Regions from separate parts of the Rattus norvegicus genome. Here region 1 is linked to region 2. Evidence: chromatin contacts called from public Hi-C data. All regions are on one chromosome and are shown on one strand. Each heading gives the region's core, a stretch centred on a gene start, on an enhancer-like site or on the middle of the called end of the contact. The rest is flanking DNA. Distances are from core to core; before and after follow the strand shown. Region 1 has its middle 25 kb from the start of Vdac1. Region 2 overlaps Tcf7 (transcription factor 7).

Evidence for each region. A called contact is a pair of places that touch in the nucleus more often than the background predicts.
Region 1: a Hi-C map of the A7r5 cell line shows a contact between it and region 2, with 6 times the contacts expected there. The contact joins two enhancer-like sites. A contact is called at or near these places in 12 of 12 Hi-C or Micro-C datasets (the A7r5 cell line, the Rat2 cell line, Schwann cells and 7 more) and 1 of 1 datasets of contacts at active chromatin or transcription factors (oligodendrocytes).

Annotation. Positions count from the first base shown.
Region 1 is chr10:37,006,073-37,010,387 of GRCr8, reverse strand. No RefSeq gene overlaps it. Among named protein-coding and RNA genes, the nearest start is that of Vdac1, 25 kb to the left of the region's middle. Within about 2 kb of position 1,252, at least 19 of the 93 cell types and tissues checked have an H3K27ac peak or open chromatin away from gene starts, as enhancers often do. A contact at or near this core is called in the A7r5 cell line and liver, where this site is marked.
Region 2 is chr10:36,932,846-36,936,986 of GRCr8, reverse strand. Tcf7 (transcription factor 7) reads left to right here. Exons shown (of 10, transcript NM_001427430.1): 4 at 3,297-3,408. Among named protein-coding and RNA genes, the nearest start is that of Tcf7, 19 kb to the left of the region's middle. Within about 2 kb of position 2,381, at least 19 of the 93 cell types and tissues checked have an H3K27ac peak or open chromatin away from gene starts, as enhancers often do. A contact at or near this core is called in the A7r5 cell line and liver, where this site is marked.

The DNA.
Region 1 (4,315 bases), core at 3-2,502, 75 kb before region 2:
AATAAGGAGTGTGTAGCTTGCTGGAACAGAGGAGCCATGGCTTTCACAATAAGGATCAAGGACACACACACACACACACACACACACACACACACACACACACGGCCAAAACACACTGGCTTGACCTGAGCATGAACACTGAGGTAGACTTATCCTTAATACTAGGGAGGCTGAGGCAGGAGGATCGCCATGAGTTCAAGGCCACCCTGGGCTCCACGGTAAGATCTATGTCAAAACAAAACAAGAAATGTCTGCAGATGCAGCTGTTGGTAGAGTGTTTGCCTAACACGCACAAAGCTCTGGGTTCAAACCCCAGTGCTGATTAACTGTGTGGTGGTACACGCCTGGGTCACCAGCACTTGGGAGGTGGAAACAGTAGGTTCAGACTGGAAAGCTCATCTTTGGCTACACAGTGAGATTCAGGCTAGTCCTGGTTACTTGAGACCTCTCCTTGAAAACCAAGTCCCTCAGAGGCTGGCTGCCATTCAGGCTGCTGCACCGGCAAGAAGGAAAAAGGTCAAAGCTAAAAGGTTCTAGACTATTCCTCATGGCTTCCAGGACCTGCACACCTCTGAGGAACAGCCACAGGCCTCAAGGGCATAGCCATAAAACCTGGGCCCCAGGTGCTGTGGGAGCCTCCTCTGAGTTGTGGAAAGAGGCAGGAAGTCCCCTCAGGCCTGACAGGGCTTTCCCGATGGCCTTGGGTCCCTGCAGCTCAGGGTCAGAGCTGAGCCTGGTAGCCTAGAAACGGAATTTCAGAGAAAGACAAGCTTTGTTCAATGTCACTGGGCAAAGGGTCTCTCAGTCTAGCCTAGGATCCCAGCCTGCTGCCTTCCTGTGTGCTCCTGAGCCCCATAGGGTTCCTCCACTCGGGTCAGAGCATCCAGTGTGTGTGGGGGAGTCATTCCCTGAGGATTAGAGCCCACCCAGGGTGACCTTGCCAAGCCATCCTCCTCTGGAGCTAGACACCACCACGGAGGCCACCACACAGCCCTCAGCCACCACTCTTGGAGTTCCTGAGGTGACCCATTTCCCTCTCTTTTCTGCAGCTTCAAAACAAACCAAAACACAGACCAACATCCTTTGTTTGTTTCGGGGATCAGAGCCCGGGGAAAGCGCTCTGTGGGTTTTCACTTGAAAACAAGGTTGTTTGAGTGGGGAGCAGAAACCAAAGGCAAAGGGGACAGAGTCCCCTGTGGCCACGTGCTTTCTGGATGAGTCAGGGCAGGGCGGGGGCGGGGGTGCACTCAGCAGCAATGCTGTCTGCTCACCACTCTGAGGGACTGCAGCCATGGCCGCTGCCACTCACCCTAGGTAACATTTCTTTGAGGATGACTAGGCCCAGACAGGGCCAGGCTTCCCATTCAATGGCTCCAGACTTCCTTACATGGGTAGGAATGGATTAGGTTGGATCAAGCCCCTGGTGCAAATTCATCTCCATCCCTTAGTTCACAGGCCCAGGCTAGGTGTCCTGCCCCAAGGGACAGACTGGGCCCATCTTGCACAGGCTGTCTCCAGGGCGTGCAGTCAGGTCCTGTCCATCCGGCCAGTTGGATATGAGCTTCCTGGTGAAATGGGAAGCTCTGAGACGCAGGCCTCCAGGAGAGTGTACATAGTAGAGCAGAGACTAGAGTACTTCTTGGGCTCCCATGGTGTCCACACAGTGTGGGTGTAGGAGACAGGCTGATGGGGACAGCCTTCATGGGCACCTGTGAGCAGCAGTTGGAAGGATGGTAACTGGCAGGTGGCCTTGAGAGTGATATTCCAAAGCCTGAACCAGAGTGGCTCCCAGCTGATTCCTGGCCTCGCCAGATGGTTTTAAATGCACAATTTTATTTGAGCTTCCCAGCTAGTTAAGCTAGAGAGGATGAGGCTGCTGGAGTTTAGAAAGGCAAAGCAACTTACTCAAGGACACACAGCAAGTCAGACTAAGACCAGCACAGCTTTGGACCACATCAGGGCCAGGAACTAACCCACTCGGAGCAGGATTCAACTCCCCAGTGGGAACAGACTACAGAGGACTCTCACCAACAGCTCCTTACTCTGGTGGCCCAGGATGGGGATGAATAGGCTTTTGTTAAAGGCTGCCATCTTTTTAGTTCTTAGGAACTGAGCAGAGCAGTAACTCCCATTCTCATCTGGTCCTCCCGGCACCCCCAAAGGGAGATATCTTCATTAGCCCATTTCAGAGATGATAAAGCTGAGGCAGCAGGGTCGGCAAGATGGCTCAGAGGATAAAGGCGATTGCTGCTCAGGCCTGGTGACTTGAGTTTGATTCCCCAAGATGCACATAAAAGCGGAAGGAGAGAACTGACTCCTCAGAGTTGTCCCCTGACCTCAACCTAGGTACCCATTGTTTGTGTGCTTCCTAACACACAATAATAACCTGTAAAATAAAATAAGAAGGCTAAAGCAGCAGATGGTGCCTTTCTAACAGCAAAGCAGGGGCTCTTCTGGATCCCACACAGTCTCTTCACTATACTGAAATGCCAGATTCTCCCCCCTTCCCTCCTGTGAGCCCGCTCTAGGGTCAATGTGAGTTGTATTGTAGAACCTAAGCTTCAAGGCTCACCCCCTCTTGCTGGCGTGACATCTGCACGGGGTCTCTGTTCCTTCCCACCCTCAAGCAGCTTGCTTGGCACAGGTGCATGCTAACGGCCCCACCAACGGCAGCCAGCATCCGGGTGTCTGCTCCCCACCGGTGGGAGACCTGAGCCATTTTTCTTGTCTGCATCCTCAGCTGCTGGGCCCACAGGAAAGCCCCAGGTGTCCTTGAACTCACAAAGCTAGCTGCCATCTTAGTTCCCACAATGCACACAGGGTCATCTGTCTTCCACAGACCAAAGTTCTGTGTGCACATGAGACGTGCACGGCTGCGTGCGTCTCTGTGTACACGCCGGTCTGTGCATTTGAATGTAGAGCTATGTGTGTGTGTGTACATGTGATCTGTGCAGGTTGGGTGTGCACCTCCCCACCCGTGTGCGTGGTTCCATGTGTGAACACTCCGTGTGTGAGTCTGTGTGTTTGTAGACGTAACTGGTACCCACACTGTGCACCCATCTCTGACCCTTCTGGACACCCAGCCAACACTGCCTCCCCCGGGTTGTTTTTTTTTTTTTTTTTTTTTTTTTTTTGGATCTTTTTTTTCGGAGCTGGGGACCGAACCCAGGGCCTTGCGCTTCCTAGGCAAGCGCTCTACCACTGAGCTACATCCCCAACCCCTCCCCCGGGGTTTGAGGGGGCCCAGCACACAGAAGAGTCCAGCCCCACACATGGCTAATTCCTTGTGAGCTCACCTTCCTGGGAGACACCTTCAGCCCATTCTAGACAGAGATCTGGGCCCAGACTGAAGAGCAGTTGGGCATTTGGTGAAAAAACTTCTACCTGTATAAGGAAAGGTCTAGCAACTCTCAGCAAAGTCAACTCTGCAAAGCCCTTCAGTCAGATCACGGGCCACAGTGATCCAGGAAGCCCACAGTGAGTAAAGCTACAGGTTCCAACCAGAGAGATGGCGCACTGTGTAAAGGCACTCGCCATGGAGCATGACAACCAGCTCCACATGGCAGAAGGCAAGAACAGATTTCTGAAGGTTGTCCTCTGATCCACATATGGGCCATGTGTTGTCCCCATCAAATCCATAGGGACGAGTGCATGCGTGCATGCGTGCATGCATGCGTGTGTGTGTGTATCCCAGGGTGTTGGCTTCACATCCCAATATAACAGACAGACAGGAGTGCGCCCCTCACCATCTGGAGGACTGAGGTACCAGCCAAGGCACCAACAGAGCAGTGGCTCTCTCTTCAGTGGCTCTCTCTTCAGTGGCTCTCTCTTCAGTGGCTCTCTCTTCAGTGGCTCTCTCTTCAGTGGCTCTCTCTTCACTGGTCTTCCCTTTCTTCCCTGCTGGCATCCGCTGCCATTCCTTGGCTCCTGACCTTATCCCCGTCCCCATGCCAGCCCATCCCCAGGCTCAGCTTCTGCCATCGTCCCAGCAACATCACTGAGCCCGCTTGGGGAATGGCCTCTCTCTAGATCCTCAGCTTCCTCATATCTGCAAAGTTCTGCTTGCTGAGTAGCGTAACTTTGTCACGGGCTCTGGGGAGTTAGAGGTGTGTTAGAGGTAAGTGTCAGAACAGGGTAAGAACAGGAAGAAGAGTGAATTCCCCCACAGCATTGAACACATTATGCACCACTTTCTTTCTTTTTTTTTTTCCCCAAAGCTGTTGTTTCAAGACAAGGTCTCATGGAGCCCAGTCTTGCAGCTGAGGATAACCTTGAGCTCCTGGTCTCCAGAGGGCGAGGTTTGCAGCACTGTGCT
Region 2 (4,141 bases), core at 1,132-3,631:
CCCTAGGCAACCCCACCCTGTTGTCTGGGAAGTCTGGCACTGAGACAGCCTTGTACTGGAGCCCTGGAGCGGGACGTTCTACTGACTGAAGGGGGCAGGGAGCCTGTGCCAGACGGTTCCCCCTGGCTAGAAACACCAAGCATTAAATGGGCTGAGGAGTAGGGTGACAAGGCAGACTGGACAAGTGCGGGAAGAACTGTCCAGGCCCTTAGTGCTTGCCTGGAGCCCTGGCCTCTCAGGACCTCTAGCTGTTGGTGGGTTCTTTGCCCCACCCTGCCCACCCAGTACTTCCGTGGTTTGTCTGCAGACTTCTAATTAATGAGGCTTTTCTCCCAAATACCAGGAAGCACAAGTAGGAAGGGCAGGCCCAACTCTTCACAACCCCCAAGTGCTGCTCGCATACATGCTGCACATGGTAGGCAGGAGTTGTAAGCTAAGCTGGATTTCTGAGGCTTCTTCAGCCTAAGCAAAACTGGGTTTTAGGCAGTGTGAAGGGGATAATGCCATGAGGTCTAAATCCTATAGGAGTGGGGTTGCCACAGGGTGCTAGCTGGCTGGCTGCTGCTGCCTTGAAATCTATGAGATGAGAAAGACCTTAAGGATTGTCAGGGGGCTTCCTGCCATAAAGGGCCTCAGCAGCTGCTCCTCAAAATTAGGACAAAGCATGGTTTGTTTTAAGACTGATGAGGTGGGCGGGGACTGATTGTTTCTCCTGTCCAGGAAGCGAGAGAGGCTCCCCAGGATCCTGGAGTGCCAGGACCAAGAAATGGTCAGCAAGCCTAGAGCTTCCAAGCTTCCTTCCAAGCTTCCTTCACACCACAGTATACCTCAGAACATAGCCAATGGAACGCCTTGACACCGTAGGTCATGCTGCTGTGAGGGAGCTGGGAGAGGTCACCCAGAGCTATCACTAGGTCACGTCAGGGAGGCCTCAGCAGTGACACGATCTCTGTCTGCTGGAACCTGGCTAAGGGGCAGAGAGGCTCAGTGGTCCAGGTGAGAATGGTGGCTCAGACTGGTGGAGGAGATAAGAAGTGGTTGGAGTCTAGATTTTGAAGGTAGAACATTATAACCCGCTAAGTGGAGGGTCAGTGTCAAGACACTACAAGGTTGTCTGGTCTGAACAGCCGCTCCATGGAAGAATGGAGCTGCCAGTAACTGAGGAGGTCAACTCACAGAGTCAGAGGTTCTATGTGGGGGCTGAGGATACAGCTCAGTACTAGAGTGCTTATGTGAGAGTGGAGTTTGGAGACATTTTAGGCCTAGAGTTGGAGTGTAGAGTTCCTAGCAAAATCGGGAGTCAGGTAGACATTGTAACACACACCTTTAATCCCAGCACGCAAGGGGCAGAGAGGGGAGATCTCTGTGGGAGACTAACCCTGACTTTGATCTACAGAGTGACTTTCAGGACAGCCTGGGTTACATAGTAAGAAGTGGTCTCAGGGGATAAAAGGAAAGGTGGAGTCGTCAGGTAGATGCTGCTCCATTGTCCAGATTTTATGTGTGTGTGTGTGTGTGTGTGTGTGTGTGTGTGTGTGTGTGTGTGTGCACGTGCACGTGCTGTGGGAGGCTGTCACATTCCCTGCAGCTCTAGTTATAGGCTCACCAAGAGCAGCATTTGCTCCTAACCGCTGAGCCATCTCACCAGCCCCCAGCCTGAAGATGTGTAAAGCCATACCAATGTGGATGGGAGAATCAACTCCAGGACTGAAAGGAAGAGTCGCCTCCAAGGCTGGAGGGAAATGAAGCAATGAGTATTCTGAAAGTCAAGTGATGGAACCTGGTTTAAAGGAAGAGGAGGGATCAGTCTCTCATGAGGGCAAAGGATTGGGGAAATGGTGATGGTCCTCAGCATTTTGGAGGTCATTGCGGATGCTGACAGGTCTCGGGGCAAGAGACAGGCTAGGCTGAGGGGAGACTGAGAGCAGAGATCTGGGGTCACTGAATGAGGCTGGACCTAATAAGGGGTTCTGAGAGAGAAGAGTGAGGTGGTAGATGGGAGACGGTTCACAGACAGGAAACAGCAGCCTGTTTGTCCCCTAGTGGCATGTGCCTGACGTGTCCATGCAGCTCACTGCTAGTCTCTCCTCCCTTAATAGACAGACATGCTATGTAGCTCTGGATGCTGCGGGCTTGGAACTATGCAGACCAGGCTGGCCTTGAATTCAGAGATCCACTTGCCTCTGCCTCCTGAGTCTGGGATGTAAGGACTGAGCACCAACGCGCACAGCTTCAGACATCAACTCTCGTTTATCTAAGACAGGGAGGTCTGAAGTAGGCCAAGACTTGAGGGAGAGGTGCAGCTGCTGCTGGAGGCAGGATTGCCGGGAGAGAGGGTAGGCCAGGATGTCTGTGATCTCTGGAGCCGTGCCCAGCCAGAGGCCTCGTGCCAGCTTTGCCTCTGGCTTTGCCCTAGAGTTGCAATAGCCCAGTAACAAGCAAGGGACCTGTGCTAGGCCATTGACTTCCAGGAGAAGACACCCAAGGACTGAGGATTGTCCCACTGACAAGCCTGTGACTAACTTCATCTGCTTTACTTCTCCCAGGTGTTCTTTACAGTCTTGTTCCGAGATGTCTCATTTCTTCTTTTGTGCCACAGTGAGCAGTCACTCCCATGTGCTCTCAGCCAACAGCATTTCAACAGACACGTTTGTCTGGGTGGAAGCTGGCCTACCTCAGTTGTAGATATCCACAGAGCTCTGGCCTGCAAGGGCATGCACACCAAGCCTGGCAGCGACTCCTTGTGGCTGGGCCGAGTTCTCTCTCGACCTGCTGAGTCATCTTTTGACATAGAACCATTTGACTGAAAAGTAATAGTCCTGCAGTGCTAAGGAAACCAGAAAAATGAAGTCTGGACAGACTGTCTCTGGAGGGAGCCAGGTCCCACCTGACCTCACCCCAATCAAGGGCCAAAGGAGATTCCTTCCCTGTGCCAACACATGCCGTTAGAGCTCAGGTGGAAGAGTCTGGGAGATGTAGAAGGGACGGCTGCAGACAGCCATTGAGCTTCATAGACCCAGGAGGTCAGGAAGGACTTCTGGGCAGGAGAAACACTGAGTGTCCTAGAAGAGGCTCACTAGGAGGTGGGACTGCATAGTCAGTCTGCAAGACTGGGAGGCAGGGAAACAGTACCACAGGACACAAGGAGTGTAGAGTGCCCTCTTCCCATAAGCTTGTGATTTTTGACTGCCAGGATGAGATGACTACAGAGCTCACTGAAGTTCTGCATGCCCCGACCCTCACATCCCCCTGCCCCAGAACGCTCCATGTTCACCAGCCTCCTGGTCATTTTCCAGCATAACAAGCCCGGCCAGCCCCCACATGGCGTCCCCCAACTTTCTCCACTCTACGAACATTTCAGCAGTCCACACCCTACCCCTGCACCAGCGGACATCAGCCAGAAGCAAGGTATGGGCCAGGGATGGGAGGTGACCATTGAGGTGGGAACTTAGGGTCCAAGCTCCTGGCTTCTGAAGCCACAAAGGCTGGCCCACATTTCATAACAGAAAAGGCTGGGACTTTGCAAACCCTGGCCCCAAAGGTCAGAAAGGAACCTGGAGTGGAAGGCAGGATGATTGAAAGTTTGAAGCCAGCCTAGGCTATGAGTCCAGACAATCCTGGGCTGCAGAACAAGATCCTGCCTTGGAGGGTTTTTGGGGTTTTTTTTGGGGGGGAGAGGAAGAGGGGTTGTTTTCTTTTTAAAGTCAAAAAGGGTCTGAGTCTGAGGGTATGAGGAGGAGGAACCAATTCTGATTGGCTGTGAGGCTGAGGGCATAGGAGGAGCAACCAATCAGAATGTGAGGCTGCTGGCATGGGGAGGAGGACCCAATCCTGATTGGCTGTGAGACTGTTGGCTCTCCATTTCGGTGTGAGAGCAGCATCTATCTGTGCATTGGTGCAGCTGTAAAACTCACGGCCTTTCCCCACAGTGAGAAAATGGAAAGTGGTGGTTGTGATGGCTGATTCACTTCAGCCTCAGCCAAAGTCATTCTGAAATCCACCATTGTCAGCTGTGGGAAACCTGCTGACTCAACCCTGGGCTGAGTGGAACCCTGCCTCTTCAGGCCAGGTTCTTCTAGGCTAAGGGCTGCCTTCTACTCAAAGAGCCAGGCAAGAGTCTTAAGCAGAGGCTTCAAAGGCA